Linked DNA regions of Sus scrofa: region 1 is linked to region 2. The links are chromatin contacts, called in public Hi-C maps. All regions are on one chromosome and are shown on one strand. The core of a region is the stretch at or near the end of the contact, and the rest is flanking DNA. Distances in the headings are between cores, read along the strand shown.

The links. Hi-C and Micro-C count contacts between places; a contact is called where the count stands out from the background.
Region 1: a contact with region 2 is called in a Hi-C map of omental adipose tissue, with 2.2 times the contacts expected there. The contact joins two enhancer-like sites. A contact is called at or near these places in 23 of 47 Hi-C or Micro-C datasets (adipocytes, alveolar macrophages, blood and 16 more) and 2 of 2 datasets of contacts at active chromatin or transcription factors (alveolar macrophages and skeletal muscle).

The regions. Positions count from the first base shown.
Region 1 is chr15:110,641,289-110,647,701 of Sscrofa11.1, reverse strand. No RefSeq gene overlaps it. Among named protein-coding and RNA genes, the nearest start is that of CREB1, 61 kb to the left of the region's middle. Within about 2 kb of position 2,226, at least 11 of the 83 cell types and tissues checked have an H3K27ac peak or open chromatin away from gene starts, as enhancers often do. A contact at or near this core is called in omental adipose tissue, where this site is marked.
Region 2 is chr15:110,054,395-110,060,236 of Sscrofa11.1, reverse strand. No RefSeq gene overlaps it. Among named protein-coding and RNA genes, the nearest start is that of FASTKD2, 36 kb to the right of the region's middle. Within about 2 kb of position 3,771, at least 6 of the 83 cell types and tissues checked have an H3K27ac peak or open chromatin away from gene starts, as enhancers often do. A contact at or near this core is called in omental adipose tissue, where this site is marked.

The DNA of each region.
Region 1 (6,413 bases), core at 977-3,476, 590 kb before region 2:
AAGCGTAGGGGAAGGAGGCCAGAGAGCCCTTCCTGTACCTGCTGTCTCCCCAAACTCCATCGGCTTAAAATACTCAACACACCAAGGTGCTGGGTTTCCGATAAACTGTCCCAAACTCCATCAGTCAGGATGCGAAACAAAGGAGTCAGTGCCTAGGAATCGTCACCTCCCTCTCATACCTATTGTCATATATTGATCACACTTGCTTTTCATTCATAATTTTCCATGACTCATTATTTCCCATGATACATCACATCAACCCCGTTAGCCCCTTTGGATCTATTTGTTAGCTGATCAATTCTTGTTAGGACTTTAGGTTAAGTTAATAGTCAGAGGAGGAGGGGGGAGAGCGTTAGGGGGAAGCACGGATTCACCTCTCCTGTGTCTGAGTAGATGGTCACAGACCACTCCCCTGGCCCCTGTTTTTATCTGATCCCTTCCTCTCCAGCCCCTTCTTAGTTTCCTCCTATTTTCCTCTCCCCTACGAATTACAAAGCCCTGAAAACCCTCCGAGTTTGTGATAGAGGTCCAGGGTTTGCCTCACTCTAAGTGGCAACCCCCCCCCATCCCCACATCCTAATTAATGAGTGACAAAGAAATTAATCAGACCTAAGGACAGCCCAGCCACCGTGTGTATGAGGGGCCCTCAGAGCAGGGGAGCTGAAGGCAGGGAGTTGAGATCTGGGGCTGAGGTGACAAGATGTTTGACTTGGGTGCCGCTCAGCTGTAAAATCGGGGGCCACACCGGACCAGCTTACGGCTGGTTCTGGGGTTCCATGAGTTGGTGACCTAGAAGGCAGCAGTTTGCTATTGGAAAATCCTGTAGCTCACTTTTAACGTTAAGTATTAAAAGACAAACCGTCCCGTGATCTAGCTATTTATACCTCATTACCAATGCAGTTATATATGAATAGCTTATTATAACCAATCAAAAGAAAGAAAGAAGGAAAAAGCACCTAAAGGCAGAATGATGGAGTAGGCCGTGAATACTACCAGGCTCATTCTGGTAAGTGAGTAATTTGTTTATTCCCTCTCTACTTGGGGTTGCCACTAAATCTGGACTGGAGAAACCGGTAAATTATTTTTAATGTGACAAGAAAATCAAAGCATTCTGTGCATTGCACACTGTTGCTACTACAAGGTTTTTCTTTCTTTTGCTTTTTTTTTTTTTTTTTAAGCCATAACCTTTTGGGCCTGATCTTGCAGGAGAGCCCTGTGCAGTCCTGAGAAGGGCGAGGGGCCAGCTGGAGCCGTCTCGACGCGCCAGGCCATCTGCTGGTAATTCTCACCACACAATGGCCATGGCCCTTCTGACGCAGCGCGCAGAGCTGAGCTGTGACAGGATTCGAGGATGTTTATTTTTTATTCTATTTATTTTATGGTGTTACCATATCTATCTTAGGCTAATCATGTCGAGGGGTTCAAACCTGTTTAGGCCCATGCACATTTCCCACCCAGCTGGTTTGCATTGTATATCTTGATCCACACACTAGCAAGTTGATTTTCTTCTCTCCAGCGCATTAAGGAAAGGATGGACACACACACACACCCCCATCTGCCCATCCTTGTGAAAACCTAATAAAAGTAATAGCAAAGAGAGGCAGGGTTTATTCAATTTGGTTTAGACCTGGGCAACATTAATTTCCTTGTCTCAAGACAGCCTATGTCTTGGAAGGTTAATGAAACTCAGCACAAGCGAAGTAGAGCTGGCAAGGTTCACTCAGTGACCCCTGGCTGGTGCAGAGAGAGTTAAACTTGAAAAAAACTGAAATGCAATCCCAGCTCATGTTACCCATTAGCTGGGTATATTGACCAAACTTATAGTCAGATAATGCAAACAATAACAAAGTTATTGATTGAGGAGATGTCAGGCAAATAGGTACTTATCATGATGCTGCTGATAAGCTGGGGTCTCCCTCATGTGGCAGCGACAGAGGCCTATTGATTCTGCAGTTGGTCATCTGTGGCCTCCAGCCGGCTGCGGATCTGCAGGCTGATTGTATGAGCGGGGAGTGGACCTCCCTGGCCTGGCGGGGACACACTGCCACATTCCCCTAAGCGAGTGCCACTGAATTCTGGCTGTGGGGAAAGGGAGGGTTTACTCCACATCAGAAAGAGGAGCCTGTGAGCAAAGCCTGGTGGTGCCACTAGGGCACGGAGCACTCCCCTCCTCAGGGCACGTGTCTCTTCGTGCCTGGAGGATGCACACGGCAGAGAGCAGGGCCTTAAGCAGCTGGCTTAGTGCTGAGCTCTGAGCTGACCAGTAGGGGTGCGGAAGACAGATGAGACCCACACACCCTCCCCACTGAAAACCAAATGTATCACCTCCACAGCACATCTGCTCCCCAACCTGGGCCTTCCAGTTGGCAGGGAAATCTGGCCAGACGTATTATTATTGCTTCTCCCAGCATGTGATCAGCCTGGGGCATTCATGGTTGATTGTCTAAATTTTAGATGTGAACCAGCAAAACGCCATCTCTCTTAGCACTTTTAGCATTAGCCGATTACACGGCCGTGGAGGACATGTAATAATACTCATTATTTTTTGGACGGCCTTGCAAGAAAAGGATGCTTGATGACTGCCAAACGGAACTGGTGATTGTTTTGACAGTTGAGGGTGGGAGGGAGAGAGGGAAGCTGGTGTGGGAGTGTGGCGGAGAGGATGAGAGGGGCAGGGGTTATTTGTTTTCTTACGTTCCCATAGGTAGTTCTGTAGATGATTTGCTGGCCTCATAAGCGAGGAAATAAGACACTTTGTATTCATCATTATTAGCAGTTCTCCTTGCAGAAGGACACCAAAGGACATGGGATATTTACACAAAGGTTTTGCTCTAGGAGGGAAGAGGAATTCCATCTCTCCCTCCCTCCCTTCCTCCTCTCTTCCCTCCCTCCCCCTTCCCTGCTACCTTCCTTCTTTCCTTCCTCCCTTCCTTCCATCATACATTCAACAGATGTCTGAGGATCCTCCACGTGCCAGGCTCGGCGTGCGGAGCAGGGGAGAGTGGGTGGGCAGGGCAGTCGGTTCCTGTCCCTGGGTTGGTTTCCGTCTGAGGCAGGGGTAGGGTGGGGTGGAGACAGGTAATACCCAAGCATGTTTATTTTTAAAGATTTAAATTGTTTCCAATTTTCCAGCTACTATAAATAAGCAGTGGGCCTCCTTAGGAGGCCTGGGATTATTCCGTGGGAAAACCGCTGTGGATTTTGAAGGCACCACATTCTCAATGGCGATGTCTGGCCGTACCGATGTTGTTTTGGAGACCTCTCTTTCGGAGTTATCATTCAGAGCTTATTTTTAATATCCTCAGCCCTTTGAGGGTAAATCACATTTGACTTTCAGAAATCATCAAGTGTCATCTGGCCTTACATCTGGTGAACGTGATGAGGGTGAATCATCGCCATCTTCTTTGGCTGTTGTTACAAATGTGTGACTATAAAGTCATGTGACTGATTTGGGGGATGGGGGAGAGGCTTCTAAGAGCACTTTAAAAGCAATGCAGGGGATTGACAGAACATTGTAAATCAACTACAATAAAAAATAAAATAAAAGCAAGGCAGTTCCTGTTGTGGCTCAGCGGGTTAAGAACCTGGTATTGTGTCTGTGAGAATGAGGGTTTGATCCCTGGCCTCACTCAGCAGGTTAAGGATCCAGCATTGCCACAAGGTGTGGTGTAGGTTGCAGATGCAGCTCGGATCCCGGGTTGCTGTGGCTGTGGTGTAGGCGGGGGGGGGGGGGGGAGCCTCCAATTCCTAGCCTGGGGACTTCCATATGCCATAGGTGCAGCCCCCCCCAAAAAAAAGAAAAAGAAAACCAGCAATGCAGGGAGTTCCCTGGTGGGTTAGTGTTTAAGGATTTGGCATCATCACTGCTGTGGCTTGGGTTCGACGGCTGGCCTGGGGAAATTTGCATGCCGTGGGATGCTGTCCGAGGAGGGCTTCTAAATGTTCTGAACAACCTCAGCATCATCCCTGGGAAGAAGGACAGAGGAGGCTATGCCATCAGTGTTCTTGTGTCCCATCCCGCTCCTTCCCTTCTGGGCTGTAACGTCAGTTCTTCAGCCCTCTAAGCCTCAAGTTGATCATCTACAAAGCAAAGCCAATCATATGCACCACCCAGTTATCTTGAAGATTAAATAACAAAATAACTAACAGTAAAGCCTCTAGTACAGTGCCTGATATGGCAGCCGTTACTATCAATAATACACAAAATACTTCCCATAAGGAATAAATTAAAATAATGAATTTTTTTTTTAATCTATAACTGCTAACCTGTTTGTAAAAGATATTAACTCCATGCCTAGGATGGCGGGCTACCATGCTGCCCCACATCTGCTCTCCACCCTTCCCCAGCTGGCTCTGTGCCCGGTGTGGACAGCTTCTGGATGGATCCGGACAAGGGTGGCTCTGCCAGGTGATGAGGAGGTGGGGGAAGAGAGTGGCTGCAGTGTTTATTAGCCCAGCTCACTTTCCCAGGTGGCACGGTCCTCACCAGGAGGCCATAGGTCTCAGGTCCCAGCCTCCTTCTGCAGCTCTGCCCCCCTGCCCCCTCCCCTGGGCCTGAGCCCTGGCTCATCCAGTTACTACAGGATTAGCCTTCTAGTGATCTGTTGCCCTCAGGCTGAGATTCAAATGGTTTGATTGTGTTGACTGTGACTGGAAAGAGGATAGGATTTTTATAAATTTTGAGCTATGCAAAAAGCAGAATTTAACAGAGACACTGAGAGTGGGTTTCAGAAATGCTTGAGGCTCGGAGTTTGCTTTCTAGGCAAACCGTCAGATTTTGCTCTTTCCTCTATCCTCCTGGAACGGTACACATGTCTTCATGTTAAGTGCCTGCATTGTCAGAGGAGCACTCAGAATAAGTAATGCTACTCAGTGAGTCACAAATGGAATCCATGTCATCCAGTGTCGTGAAATGGATCTATAACTGGCTTTTTGTCCCTCAATTTGAGATGATCTAATTCAATTTCTATGATTTATGGCTTGAGAGAAGACACTTTCTGTCCCCCTCCCGAACTTTCTTCTGTTTCTCTCTTACTCCCCAGTTTCCTGGGATCTGAAGGAATTTTTTTCTGAGGGCCAACCTGAGCCTATTGCTACTGCCTAGCACTCAGTATAATCGTTTTGTTTTACTACTGCTGCTAACACAAGAGATCTGAATTATTACTGAAAGCAATCCGCATCTTTAGCATTGAGATGCAGTTTTTTGCAGGAAAACCCAGTGATTTTTTTTTTTTTTTTTTTTTTTAGATGTGGGCCATGCAAATCATGAGGGTAGTGTGAAAGTAATGGGCTGGTCTGATTGCCAACACGAACTGCTAATTTAAAGATGACAGATGCAGTGCTCAAGTGGCTACTCTAGTAGACAGCTTCCAGCCTAGATCCCACTACCAGGTTGGCACGTCATCCCTTTCTTCAAAGAGTTGCCCTTGGCCATCAGGGGTCTTTGGCAGGAGGTCACTGTCTTCTCTACTCAGGGTCTAGCAAATGATTGATAGGATGGGTACAAAAGGCAAAATTCCTCGCCTACAGAGGTACACCTCTGCAGGGGCCTCCCTCCTCCATTCTTCATCCTCTCCTCTTTCTCAGCCTGCTTCCCTCACCTCCTGCCAGTTCTTTTCCTTCAAGTACATCCGTAGTAAATCATGGACAACTGTCTCCTGGGTGCTCTGCTTCAAGATGCCCAGCCCTTCTACCTTTTTTTTTTTTTTGGATGTGCCCTTGGCATATGGAAGTTCCCAGGTCGGGAATCAAACCCATGCCACAGAAGCCACCCAAACCACTGCAGGACAATGCTGGGTCCTTAACCCGCCGCTCCACAAGGGAACTCCCCTTCTCCCAAGCTTATTACTGAAGACGTGGAAGTGCGAGAGGTGGGCAGAGAAAGGTGCTCTTCCTCTTTTGTGTGTGCAGTTGATTTGCCCATGGCTGCTTCTCAGAACAAATTGGTGCCATTTTGATGACTGCCTCTGACACGTATGTAGACATAAATAGTTGTTTGAGTTCTAACTTTCTCCACTTGTGAGAAGACTTTATTCTGACCTTAAAGCTTAGATTTATTGTCTTAGGATAGCTTATGTCACCAAAATTCTTGAGCCGTAGAACTGTCGCTCTTTGTTCATCCTTAGTAAATCATGGACAACTGTCTCCATGAGGAAGTTTTGCCAGCTCTTTCATCCTGAGCCGTTCATTACAGTCATGGGTCCATGGTGTTTTTGACTTGGAAACATGGTCTGGGACTGTCTGAGAACCTCTTGTTATTCCTTTGGAGGAAATGCTCTCTGCACTCCTCTTTACCAAATCAAGCCCCTCAGGACACAGAAACCACACTTCTGAAACATTGTCCCAGGGAACCCGCCCTTCTCTGTGACTTCAGCTAGTTCTGCATCCCTCTGACATTCATCACTATTCCACAG
Region 2 (5,842 bases), core at 2,522-5,021:
CTGAATTTTTATTTCAGATAACTAACAGTAAGAATCTCCAAAATATGAATATTCTTTATCTTCAGAATCCGATAGCAAGAAAATTGGTGCTGATTCATGGTTTGGGTGTCTTGGGGTTTAGGACATAAATTGAAATAAACCTAAGAACAGAAAGATCAGAATCAGGAGTTCCCATGTGGCTCAGCGGGTTAAGGATCCAGTGCTCTCACTGCTCTGGCTCTAGTTGCAGCTGTGACACGGGTTCTATCCCTGGCCTGGGAACTTCTGCATGCCATTGGCATGGCCAAAAAAAAAAAAAAAAAAAAGAATCAGAATTAAATCCTATCTTCTAAAGGGCCTAAATACTTGCCTGACCAGTTTCTAACTTGGGGCATTGATTGGTTGGCAAGGAAATGACTGCATTCAAGTACATCTCTAAGACCAGTGTCCATCATGTGCTTCTCAAGTTCAGGATCAACAGCTTTTGCGAAGACAAGCATGTCTATTGGCTTGTTCCTTTCTGTGCTGTTCCATAGCAACGTCCGAAGGTCAGGGGAGGATTCACTGTCTCTCTATCCTTGAACAGTGACCTACAAAAAGGATGTTCATGTAGCATGAAAACCTGATAGACATAACTTATCATATACAAGATAATCAGAGAAATATGATGGAGAAGCTTCAAAAGACTGAGACATCGCTTGGTTTCTGAGGACTTTCTGTTCATTCCTTCACTTACTCACTCAATAAACATTGACTGAACCAAATATACCCTACTCTGGAAAATAAAAGGAATAAGCAGATATAGTCTCATTTGTGAAAAGCTCTCTGATGTACTGGAAGGGGGCGATTATACACCCCTCCTTTTTGGCCCCAACTGCATCTCAGGGCTATGGGAACACAGAAATGGCAAAGATGAATCACGAACGGGGAGGCAACGAGTGAGCAGAGACATCCCAGGGCACATGTTGTTCAAAGCACGTTGATCAGGAGATTTCCCGGTGGGGAAGGGGTGGTGGGAATGCTGCCGAAGCGAGAGCAGGTGAAAGGCTGGGGGACGAGATCAGAATAGAGCCAGAGTACAGGAGGCTGAGGAGGGGGAACAGAAACCAAGGAAGTTCAAAAAGCAGGTGCTGGCCCAGCTTGACAGCATGCAGTGCGTGCCTGAAGCCATGAGGAGCCCTGAACTTTCTGAATGAGGGAGAGAAACAACGCTGTCACGTCTGGGTTTTAGGCAAGCTCCTTTAGGAATTGCAGAGTCAACCAGAATAAGCATGAGCGGTGCGTCCAAGTCTCTGACGTGTCCAGCAGGAGAGCTTGCTTTCAACAGGGCAGACCTAAACCCAATGGCCTCAAGGGTGCAAGAAGCCTGGGGGAACTGCGGGAAGGAAGTCAGGGTCCGCTGGGGTCCACACGGTCCCGAGGCATGAGGACACATTTGGAAAGCCGTCAGCATGATGTCAGAAGGTGAGGGCACAGATCTCAGTACGTCTACCTTCCCGGGCTTGGCAATAATACAAAAATGTGGTCAACTCCCTTCACTGGGGTAACTCACACCAGATGCTGATGCCCTTAGACTCTTCCACAGCTACAGGCCCCCAAATCCTTTCTTCCCAGAGGTCAGGCATCTGGAGCTCATTAAGTCCCATACGCCAACATTTCAACTGTGAACAACTTTTTTGTTTGGGGTGCCATTTAATATTGAGCTTGATGGACGAAGCCCTGTGTATTCTTAGTCTTGGGTGACAGCCTGTTCTTCTAGGACCTTAAACGGTGATTGGAAACCATGGGGAGGGCCTTTGACCAAAAGCTGGAATGGGGAATCTGGGCTTATGCTAATGATTTGTGAAGAACAGAGAGCTGCACGTCTTAGAGATGTTCTGTCGGACCTCAGTCTCAGGGCAGTGGCCTTTCCTCTCTCTACACACCCCCAGCCCCTACCCAGTCGGGGCTTCCCAAAGTTCAAACAGTTAAAAATAATAATAATAAGGAAAAAATGGTGAGGGGAGAGCTTTTCTATCCATGATGAAATTCTCTCAAAACTTGAAAGAAAAAATCCTCCATGATAAGGTATTGGTACTTTCATATCCTAGTAGAAAATGAGGGGAAATAATGATGGCATTCATTTGTCTTGCCTTTTGTTTGACTGGTATGAAGTTATGTAATATGTCATAGATAACCCTGGAATCAAATCTGAAAGATTAAATAACTTGCTTCAAGCCACATGGCTGGTAAGTCGAAGTCTAGATTTCTTCATCTGTGAAATGGGCACAATATACACCTCAAAGTTGGAGGCTCTAATTTAGCTAACCTTTGAGGCAAATGTGAAGACACAGTGGTTGTTATGCTTGATATGTTATAGATATAGATGTGGGTCTGGGCTTAAAAGAATTTCCCGGGGAGACTCACCATATTTGCATTCCCATGATGCCAACATTGTTCAAAATATCTGGTGCATTTTTCTTTTGGAACTGCTTCCAGAGCTAGTGTTTCCATCTTAGAGGAAAATGATCTCTTTAGGCTTACCTGTTGACCCAAAAGAGTTTAACTCCATTTTATCCACCTCATTCACCAATGTTAGCTGTGAGGCACGTTTAACCATTTGTGAAAACCACAGCCACATGCGAAGGATGACAATTTGGAGATCTGCTCTCACTGAAGACATTCCAAAGAATTTGCTTCCTCAGGTGGAGAGGATACATTTTCTATTGGTTGGACCGGCTTAGAAACCTTGGGAAAGTCATAAGCTACAAAGCCAAACACTCTTCCAGAGTCAAGAAGGTGGGAAACAGGGCTGTTGATGACTCAAGGTCAACCCTGGGGAAGCTAGAATTTTCTGGGACTGTTGAGAGAGAAATACTGCCTCTCAGAAACTATTACATGTGGATTTTCACAAGCAGGAAAGATCACTGTAACTCTGGCAATGATTAATTCTCATTCTGTGTGAGGCCTAGAAGGAAGAGGAAGGCTTGTGGGAGCGCTAAGCACTCTTGACCTTGAATGCAAAGCAGAGCCTTTGGAAGAGAGAGGAGGAGCACTGGCCATTCCTGCCTCATCCATAGTCACATATTTAGGGTAATCTTTTCCCCTTCTTCCTTCCCTTTCCCCCAAGAAGCACGTGCGCGCGCCCCCCCCGACCCCACACACACAGAATAGACTCCTGGCCACTGAAATTTTTCATGTTCTAGAGTTAGCATTTTGCATGCAATTTGCACCTCGAACATTTTCATTTGTCGTGTTGTTACTGTTATCATTATAACCCTATCATTACAATGCTGGTTAATCGTGAATAAAACAATAAACAAAGAAAAAAAAATCCCTTTCCCTGGCGAGCATAAATAGCTGTAGAAACCTCTTGTTGGGGCCCTGCACTGCATAACGTTACGTGCCATTATGAGCAGAAGTAGGGGATATTTTATTGCAAGAGATAAATTTTTCTAATTTTAATGTTTACTCCCTTCAGATTCCAGCCTTATCCCGAAGCCTTATCCTCACCCAACAAAGTCACCCTAGAGGGAGCAGGCAGCTCTTGCCTGCAATTTATGGAAAAAGTATTCCCTCTCCTTGGTAAAAACCCTCAAGTGAAAAATGTGAAACCAAGCAGAAGAGGGGGAGGATGGCTTCCTTAACCAGAAGTTAAGAGGAAAAAAACACACAGGATATGAATCTGGAATGAGCCTAGCTGCTGGGGGTGAAGGAGCAAGGGAAGGAAAGTCAGTGATTCCTTTGAAAATATCTTAGGCACTTGGAGGGCTTTTGTGAAGTGAAACCAGCCTATTGAATGGGTTGGGTCAGTAGTGAGGCTGGAAAGAGCCCCGTTTTCTCCCATCCTCTGCGCATTGTTCAGGCTCTACTGGCTCCCTGCTCCCCACCCCGCCCCCCGACCCCCCAGCAAGGAGACCTCCAGCATTTTTGGCCACACTTAGATGGTAGAATAGCCTTACTTTCAGATATTAAAAAGTCCATCTACTGGTTGACTCTCAAAATACTAATTTCTCACTCAACTTAAGGTTCCCTTTCCCACTCAGTAGGGAGCGGTGTCCCTTGCTTGCTGCTTGTCACTTTGTTCTTTCTTTCACTCCTCCTCCGCCCTCACTGTGCTGCCTCCTGAAGGGTCAGGACTGAGAGGAGAGAGAAGGGGTAGGAGGGCAAGGTCTTAATATGAATCAGTGACTTTGTATTCTGTGCAGACACATTTTTGTGTTAGATGCCCAACGCTGGTTCTTCCAAATGCTGGTTCCTCCACTTTGGTCGGGGGGCGGGGGGCCGTTCTTAAGAGATACTCAACCACCACCACCCCCTTTTCCATTGGCTGTAGCCCTCTGACACCACAGGGTCCCTGCCCCGCCCCTGCCATGAGCTTTCTGACTGCGAAGACCTCATTCAGCCTCTTTTTGCTGGGTTTGTGGCACCCTGGCAAGAAGTCCTCCAGGGCAATGCCTTTCAGGATGACTCAGTCCTACCATCTTCCTCGGCATCTGTTTAATCCACGGGAAAGATTATGCATCCATGCCTTCCCCTCGCCAGCAAAACCTGGAAGCCTAAAGCCCTCTCCCGCTGCCCTCTGCTTTTGCTCTGCCATCAGATGCAACTCCAGGCAGCCTCCTGCCTTTGGGCTGTTCCAGGTAAGAGTCAGAATCTCATCTCCAAGCCTCCCGTCCCTACAATGTTCAAAGGACTCACACCAAGCTCTCAAAAGAATTCCGAGTCGTGGTTTCTGAGTGTCACTCTCTAAGTCATGGCTCTGCCTCATAGAGTGAACAATAAGTCCAAGCCAGCAGAGGTGCCCTCCAGGATACGGGGTTACTCCCCCCCCCACCCCCCGACTCCACGCTCTGGGCTCCTCACGTGGCAGGTGGCTCTCACTAGGATTACAGATCGTATTGCTGTTGAGGCATATCAGCTTTTGACTTAACTAAAAATTTTAAGCATAGCATCCTTCCCCATGATCATTTTAGGCAATTTATAGAGATAAACTTGGGGGGTGGGGGGATGTGCTTGGGTTGTGGGATGGAAATCCTGTGAAATTGGACTGTGATGATCATTATACAACTATAGATGTGATAAATTCATTTGAGTAATAAAAAATAGAGAGAGATAAACTTATGATATCATATCTATAGCATATATAGCATGCATTTCTTAAGCTGAATATGTAATTCCCATGTATAAGGTTTATACTCATAAAGAGTACTTCCACAATACTCAAGTCAAAGATAGTCCCATTATATAGAGTAAAATTCATCTCTGATGAATTAAACTTAATCCTGAAAACCTTGTCAACCACACATAATATATGGTGCCTAATACATTCATAAATTCCTAGGAAATAGATGAACAGGTGAATGGACGGATGAAATATTTTTAAAGCACCAAATCGAGGAAGGCAGCATGATGTGAGAGATGAATTTGGTTTCTTCTCTTCAATAGAATACATGTGACCTTGGGAAATGTCATTTAACCTCTTAATGTCTCAATTCTCGTGTCTGTAAGCAGACGTACTGATCGCAAAGACATGTTGTGAGCATCAGATGAGATCGTGTTGGGGGCTCTAAAGCCACATACAACCGAAAGGTGTTGGATGGATGGGAACTGAGGTTTTGCAGCTCTGCTGTTGCCTTGAACAATTTCTATGTTGTTTCTGTGACTCATTTTCAGTACCTGCAAGATGGACATTGAAAGCCTCTTGCTAGCTTTCCTCAGAAAGCAGTGCATTCATAGCATAGAGAAGGCCCACTGATTTCAAGGTCCAGCAGATCCAACTAGCTGTACAACCATGGACCAGTCCTTAAAATCTCTGTGCTCCAGTCCTCTCAACTATTTAGAAGGATATGGATGACTACCGTAAAGGGTGGTTGTTAAGAAT